2 separate regions of the Gossypium hirsutum genome follow, and region 1 is linked to region 2. A link is a contact called in public Hi-C data. All regions are on one chromosome and are shown on one strand. Each heading gives the region's core, a stretch centred on a gene start, on an enhancer-like site or on the middle of the called end of the contact. The rest is flanking DNA. Distances are from core to core; before and after follow the strand shown. Region 1 holds the start of LOC107945409 (zinc finger CCCH domain-containing protein 62). Region 2 overlaps LOC107945410 (CDPK-related kinase 5).

Region 1 (4,052 bases), core at 1,129-3,628, 54 kb before region 2:
CCTTTATCTATTGCAAAAGCCAGGATTTGAGTTGGGATGGTGGCTGTATTTGTCAGTTGAACTGCTGGTTTTGAGAAGCAGGTATTGTCCATGGATCTACATAAGGTCTAAAGGGCAATGACCTTACCATTGTTGAAGTAGATCCGATATTATAGCTGGAAAACCCATGAGGTGCACTCTGGTGGTTAAAGTTTCGTTGAGGTTGATATGGATTTAGGATAGTACCGGCATATGAATGATGAAAGGCACCTGTATCTTTAGCAAAATGAACGGGCTTTTCATAACTATAAGAGGTATTAGAGACTCTTAACCTTGAGTTTTGCTTCTTTTTCACTTTTCCAACTGGAGAAGACACTTGGTAATTGTTACCCATACTTGGACACCTTGGAATAGGGGTTTTTCTTCGTGGGTTATTAATCTTTCCCCTGTCCGGTTCAGTAGTTTTTCTTTTTTTCGATGGTCTTGATTGATGTGAATGCTTTTGGCATTTTGTACCTAGTTATAAAAGAAGAAACATGTGATGTAAAATTCCAGTAGCCCAATAGTCAAGAGAAATGGAATTCACAGAAACATAGTTTACTTTCACCATCTCGCTCTCCAACATACCAACATCAGTAGACCACTTCCTCGTTCTTTTCATTGCTTTTACCAGTCTTGCTGCGTTGCCTCGTTTGTGCTTCTCGGCAAGTACATGTTTTCTTTCGGCCTCATCACTCCAATGCTGATGTAGACCAAAAGAAGAAAAGCATAAATAAACCAAGCCCATCATGGCTAAAAATGTCAATTTCCAGCCAGATACTTGCCTGTCTGTAAGTTTTCAATTTATAAAGGTTTCGACCCTTTACAAGCAAAGGAAATAATGAAGGCAATTTTTTACTCCCCTTGCTCCATAATACTTCAACCTATACATCAAAAACACGGAACTGGTGGATACTATCATCAAGTGCACAAACAACTCATTGGGGAAAAAAAAATTACAGAAAACGCATGAAAGGAACAATTTGTCACCTATTGCAAACTATCACTCAGATTGGCAAAATCAACCGTTTTGAACATATCTTTGTTTTAGAAACCAAATATGTGCAACATTTACAGGACTTCTACCTACCTAACATAAGATAGTGCATTGGAATTACCGTAAATGTGTGTTGTTGTTTGGCTTTGCCATAGCTTTCCTTCACAACCCTTCCTGCAATAGTTCTCTTCCCCAGAAGTTTTCCACGCCTAGTCATTTTATTGAACCTGTTTTAAAAACCAAACCTTGATTTACATAGCCCCAAAAATGACAAGGAAATGTAAGAAGAGAAATAGACAAGATAAGGAGAATCTGCAATGTTAGTTCAGATAAGGGATTACTTCTTATAAACCTTCTGAGTAAACAAAACAACATCTCCTTTACAAACATCACCTACATTATTAAGTAACAATAACTTCGTATTACTCATTCAAATTGCCGAAATAATAATTCAAATGAAAAGAAAAAACAAATCAATAACAGGTAATTACCAGTACAGTTGATGAAAAACGATGACCTGGGATATAAGGCTTCAGCTCTCCCATCTTTTATTCTGAGAAAGAAAAAAGAATGTGTTGTTAAGTGAGGATATTAATACCTACTCATTTTTCCAAAGTTTTGAGAGATCTATTGCAACGTGGGAACAGAAAATTGTATGAAATTTCTACAAAAATGGATAAAAAGATGTGAAGAGATTACCTCCAATGCTCAAGAATTCTCTGTTGACACACTGCCTTAGTGCCTGTGATTCGGAGGCCATGGTTTCTCAAATAAGCTTTGAGTTGTTTCAAGCTCAAGCTTTCTAAGTCACCTCCTTCTATGGAATACAAGGATCATAAATTGTAAGGACTTTTTTTCGGATCAAATACAATTATTATTTTCAAAAACAAAAAATTAATAAATTCAAAGAAGGCAAATATGACCTTTGAGAAGAGTGATAACTCCATTGCAGAGAGAATCGTCGTTATCGGTCCGATCATTATCGTCCGAATCGTTCTCTTCCTCTTCCTCTTCCTCAGTTTCATCTCCACTGATGATATGAGAATTAAATCAATATTAAAGGGGGGAAACCCGAATAAATTGAAAATGAAATAGGAATTACAATACCTGGAACTGGAAAAGCTTTTATCTTCATAATCATCATCGTCACCATCTTCTTCTTCTGTTTCGTCTTCTTCCTCGGAAGAAGAGAGGGAAATCAAAGTAGGTTTGGCTTTTCCTTTCTTATCAGACATTTTGATTGAAGTCAAACGGAAGAGCGAAATTTACGACTGCAAACTCGAATCAAATTTTCTTACTAATTTAATTTTAATAACTTCACAATTTTTGAAGACATTTTATCTGAGGAAATCCGAGTCGACACATGTAAGGTCAGGTCGCGTTGGAATTTAAAGCCGAATATCGAAATTAGCCCAACACTATAAAAACCATTCTCGGCCCAATTACAGTCCATTATCTCCGTTTTTGGTTAATTCAGTTTTTTCAGTTCAATCGATCTAATATTGATTAGGAAGATTTTGTAAGTTAATAAGCTCGCTAAGTTTGCTTCTTCTATTTAAATTAGTTAACCACCATTCTAACATCAATTTATATGATTGTAATTCCTTCAAGAATTCTGTATGTATTAGATTCTTATTTCCAAGGTTATATGCAACCCTAAAGCCTACAAAATTCTTGGACAAGCTTTTGAACACCTTTATTTGCGTGTTCTGGTCCAGATTGGCCTCATTATCTGTATTCTCGGTAAATTTTCCCATAAGAGTAATCATATGGTCTTTAACTGAAATGTCGGGCTTTTTTTGGGCATTTATCAAACTAGTTATAGCTAACTGTCGAGCCAATGCAGCTTAACCTCCGAATATATCCTCTAATTTGCTAGCATATAGCAAGGAGTTATCTCATCATACTTCTCTCAACATTTTCTAGCCTTAGCTTCAATTTCTCACAACTTAAGACAATCATGAGATTTTTTTTCCATTCCTTATAGTTATTTTTCATTCAGCTTGTTTCAGTAAGAATGCTTAGTAAGGGAGTATGTGCTATTTTTTGAACTAAAAAATAAAATATTCATTCATTAATATCTTTTACGTAGCAAATATTAATAAAATGTTTTGCAACATACGATATACATTAATATGATGCATGTGTTTTACATTAAAATTTGAAAACATTTATAAGTTGTTGCGACGATAATTCCTACACTTATTGAATTAAGTTACCATGGGCCAACCCTAATCAACTAGTGATAACATGGATTTCCATCCAATTAATACATGAACCTAATTCTTTAGGCATTCATACGTACTAATAATCATTTAACATTTGACCATCATTCTAATTTAAGTAGAGCTTCGTGGGAAGCTACTTAACTAGAAGACTTTGAATGTATAACCATCAACTCAACACTTATCACATCATGTACCACAAATGAGTCATCGTGGGACAATCTCACCAAGTGACATGCTATGACTAGTTGTCATTTTTAAAGAAAAACTTCTTGTTATATTGCATGATAATTGATAACTCGAAATTATATAGACATTTATAGCATCTTCTGACTAATAATTCATGCAAATCCGAGTATTTTGATAGCAAATTTTGTAGTTTCATTACAAATTTGTAAAGTAAGACAAAATTAAAGATGAAATTTTAATCTTACTTATTTAAATGCTAATTTGACATATTTTTTTCTAATCAATTTGTAAAGTAAGACAAAATTAAAGATGAAATTTTAATCTTACTTATTTACATGCTAATTTGACATATTTTTTTCTAATTTGACACAGTTTGGTAAAATAGAAAAAAGTTAGATTTGAAGCTCACCTATTCGATGTTCGATGTTGTAGCATTCATGCAACAGAGGCCAGGCTGACGTAGGTTGATGGCTGATTAGCATGGGGCATAAAATTCACTTATTGGACTTTTAAATTCAATTTGACCCAACTCATAAATGGGTTAATGAAGTGGACAAGCATGTTGCCAAATTTGAAGCCCAAAATGTCCACTAAGGAGGAAATAGCCCAATTTGGCTATGAGA
Region 2 (4,199 bases), core at 1,405-3,904:
AAGAAACATTTGTAGCCATTTTGATTGGCTAAATATCCAAGAAAGATACACTTAAGTGCACAAGCATCAAGTTTACCATGGTATTAAGAATGGACATGAACAAAAGCAGTGCAACCGAAAAGTTTGAAAGGAATTTGTGACACAAGACATGAGGTAGGAAATTGAACCTAAAATGTTTGCAAAAGCAAGTAAAATTTGAAAACCCGAAAAGGCATACGGTTGATAAGATATGTTCTCGTGAGAATGGCTTCACCCCAAAATTTTTTAGGAACATTGGCTTGAAAAAGTAAAGATCTGGAAACCTCAAGAACATGATGATTTTTACGTTCAATGACACCATTTTTTTGTGGTACGTCAACACAAGTACTTTGGTGAACAACACCATGAGATTAGAGATGAGGACTAAGGTTTGAGTTGAAGAATTCTTTGGTATTATCAATTATTAGGATTTGAATATTGGATTTCAACTAGGTTTGAACCATGACATGAAAATTTTGAAATATGTGTTTGGTTTTAGATTTTTCTTTCATAAGAAACGTCTAACACAATCAAGTATGATCATTAACTAACAATAAAAACCATCGAGCACCACTTATATTAGGAATACAAAATGGCCCCCAAATTCTACCATGAATGAGAGAAAAAAGGTGAGTTGGATTGTATGATCGTGGTGAATAAGTGTTTCGAGTATGCTTTTCCAATTGACAAACTTCATAATAAAATAAATTGGGATTTTTATGGATGAATAAGGATGGAACAAACATTTTAAATACAGAAAAGTTGGATGACCTAGACGAAAGTGCCACATCATAATTTCTCTTTCCTTATTAGAATGACTATCAAACTTAAAACTATAACTCAATGAATACTTGATGACTAACAATGGATTGAAGGAGTGTTGACATCTAGAACATAGAGGCTCAAATGAAAATCAACATTGCCAATTGTCCTCCCCGAGCTCAAGTCTTGGAAAATACAAGATTTAGAAAGGAATTTAGTTTTAGGTCACGTTTAGTTTACTAACAGATATGAGATTACAGTCAAGTTCAGGCACAAAGAAAACTGATTTGAGAATGAGGGTATTGGAGATACAAATGGTTCTTGTTCCAACCACTTTGGTGTGTGTATCATTGGCAATACACATTGTTTGAAAGTTGTTACAAGATGAATAAGTTGCGAGAAGTGATCTGTCACCTGTCATGTGATTGGATGCACCTGAGTCTATAATCCAAGACGAGGAAGATGACTTGGTTGCATGTAGTACAAAATTATTGGAGCTTTGTATAGGGTTATTTGCCTTTTGTATGAGTTGCTGGAGAAGTTCTAATTGTTCTTTACTAAATGGAGCAGAATTACTAGGTTGAGATGTTTCAAAAAAATAGCATTGTTTGAATTTGGTTTTGGGATAACGCTAGTAAGATATTCATCTTTGCTCTGTCCGCTTATGAACATCATCATTGATTGAGGCCATTGAAGGTAGTTGTGGCCATTTAGTTTATAAGTGGTAATAGAAGTTGGCCGAAAGGTTGCGGGAGTATTGAGAGAGGGATCAAATGTAGATGAATCCTTGGATGTTTGTTCAAATTCCGTCATGAAGAGATGATTTCAAGAAAAATGAGAGGAAGGCTAAGGTTTATGAACCTCCAGCTTGGATATCATGAAGTTTTGTTAGAATTGTGAAAAATGCTTCATTTGCTATTTTTGTGAAGATAAATCCCTATATATACACATAAGATCCTCTACATATAACCTTGATAGGCTTCTATAAATTAGGACATGCAAAATCTTAACTATATAGAATATCAGTATTTTAGGTAATTAATTTCCTAAGAATCATCTATCTTAACTAATATAGAATATCAGTATTTTAGGTAACTAATTTACTATGAATCAACTATATAGTGTGATACAACTAAATCACATACCTAGATTGATTTCATACATTTTAAAAAGTTAATTAAATTCTAGTGTATTATCTAGTGGCAATCCGCGCATATGTCATATCAACAAAGTTAAAAAAATGTTAATTTTTTCATTAATTTTGAGGTAATTTAACAAAGAACGCAAGTTCAAGAGTCGAAAGAGATTAAAAATTAAATACAGAGCTAAAATATTGTTTTTATAAAGTTGAAAGATCAAATAATTTTTTTTTAATTTGTTACCTATTGCATTCATCCGAGTGTAATAAAATCTAATTATTTTAAAAATATTATTAATATATAATTAAAACATTAGAAATAAGTCTTAAACAACCGGTTAAGTATTATAATAATAAAATATTGATTAAGTTTATTAATATATATATTTGATCAAAAAAAGTTGATTAAATATAAAAAATACTGACTGAGTTGACCATTTAGTTACCCTTATCCCCTGGGTATTGCTCTTGCTTTTGCATTATGGTCCGTACAATCGTAACAACGACAATAAAATATTTTGACTCGGCAACAAGATTAAGATCTGCCCATATCTCTCTTTTTTAAGTTTTTATATTAATACAAACTAACAAATTATGGTTTTACTAACCTCTGACGCTAGAACAAATAATTTTATTGAATTTTAAAAGTGAAGTAATTGAACGGATCAAATCAGGCAATCATCTAAATTCAAATCCATAGAAGAACAGCTATGGAAGCACACAATCAAGATTGGTTTAAAGACACGTAGAGAATTTTAAGGACAAGAATACTTGATACACGTTATAGAACACAGGAGATGATGATACATCAGCAATCAATGATCTCACGGGGGCTTGACGAAATATGTCAGATTTATCAAGTCTGTTTAGATATATATATTTATATTTATATTTAACACATTCTTTCAACTTTACAGTGGGGAAAAAAAACATAAAATGACTAAAGCTTGGTCAATGTTAAGTTGCACTTGCAGGAGGTTCATTGGCTTCAATTATGTTTTTTGGGGGGGGGGGGTTCAATAAGCTTGTGCTAGACAAATGAAATAAGCCATAATCGAAGAGGTTGGGGTAGGGGCATTGATTGCGACGGCAAAATTCACTCTACCTCTTTATCATATTCAGGTTATAGCCTAGCAAACACCTCACCTGATCCTTTTATTAGCCATACCAGCTCATTAGAGCTCTTACGAAGTTTTACGGCTTCTATTGAGCTTTTGCGATGGTTCAGCTAGATACACCGTGCAATAATTTGACAAATCCGAGAAAACTTAGCTTCCCATCAGTGTGCCTAATCCAGTCATGAAGAACAGCATGAACAGGCACGGATGGGCTCAGTCCGAGTTCCTGAAAGGTAATGGTAAAAATGCCAGAGGTTAGTCTAAGCTTCTGTTGCTTCAAGATCTTACAAACATCCCAATAAAGCAAAACAGAAGAAAGAAATGGAACCTCACTGCTTAAGATAACACAGAAACTAAGTATTTGCAATGTTAAATTTATTTTAAGTTATGAATAAAGATATCAACAACCGCATTTCATATAACGTTATTACTATAAATAGTATATCAACTGCACTCTTTAAAGGATGCCTTACGGCAAATATCAGCAAATCCCAAAATCTCATGAAAAAGAAGCCACAATAATTTAGGCTCCTCATTTTTCTTGAAGTACTTATGTTGTACCCTTTTCGAGCACAAGTATGGGTATAAAATCCTCCAAATGCATGGAGAAGCTAAAAAATGAACATATGCATGTCGGACATACATATGTATCCAATACACGCATTGAGCCCAAGTAACATAAACCATAATAAACATTACCATCAATAGTAGTTGAAATCTACAAAAAATAAAAGAGAATTAAATGAGACTTAAAGGCCCACTAAAGGGAAATAAATGCCCCTTAAATCACTCTTTCTATCATCTATTACACAATACCTTCACAATTGTGCAACAAATTTTATATAGACTGCACAGCTCTCTTAATTACAATTGATGCTGACGAGCAAGAAAAAAGTTAATTTTTTATCTCAAACATTATTCATTCTCTCTCTTCTTTCGATATCCTTAATAGTGAGGTGTTGTAGTAACCTGTGTAGTCCAAGAATCAGTAGTCCATGTGAAGATAAAATGACAAAATCGAAGGGCAAATCATTTTCTCAAATAGGTGAAAATTGAAGTCTATAATTCTAGCAAAGGTTCAAAACATAATTGTCATGCATATGACTTAGTAAGTTGTCCATACCTGTCAGCCTACTCAAAGGAATTAAATAATCATCCGAATG

What was found. A called contact is a pair of places that touch in the nucleus more often than the background predicts.
Region 1: a contact with region 2 is called in a Hi-C map of fibers, with 3 times the contacts expected there. The contact joins the promoter of LOC107945409 here to the enhancer-like site in region 2. A contact is called at or near these places in 7 of 34 Hi-C or Micro-C datasets (anther, fibers, hypocotyl and 2 more).

The regions. Positions count from the first base shown.
Region 1 is chrD12:14,190,248-14,194,299 of Gossypium_hirsutum_v2.1, reverse strand. LOC107945409 (zinc finger CCCH domain-containing protein 62) reads right to left here and starts at 2,378. Exons shown (of 9, transcript XM_016879415.2): 1 at 2,123-2,378; 2 at 1,939-2,045; 3 at 1,715-1,832; 4 at 1,507-1,568; 5 at 1,357-1,408; 6 at 1,137-1,242; 7 at 804-902; 8 at 607-721; 9 at 1-495. The coding sequence starts at 2,250. The coding sequence ends at 53.
Region 2 is chrD12:14,136,171-14,140,369 of Gossypium_hirsutum_v2.1, reverse strand. LOC107945410 (CDPK-related kinase 5) reads right to left here. Exons shown (of 11, transcript XM_016879416.2): 11 at 2,575-3,262. The coding sequence ends at 3,143. Among protein-coding and RNA genes, the nearest start is that of LOC107945410, 5.6 kb to the right of the region's middle. Within about 2 kb of position 2,654, at least 1 of the 9 cell types and tissues checked has an H3K27ac peak or open chromatin away from gene starts, as enhancers often do.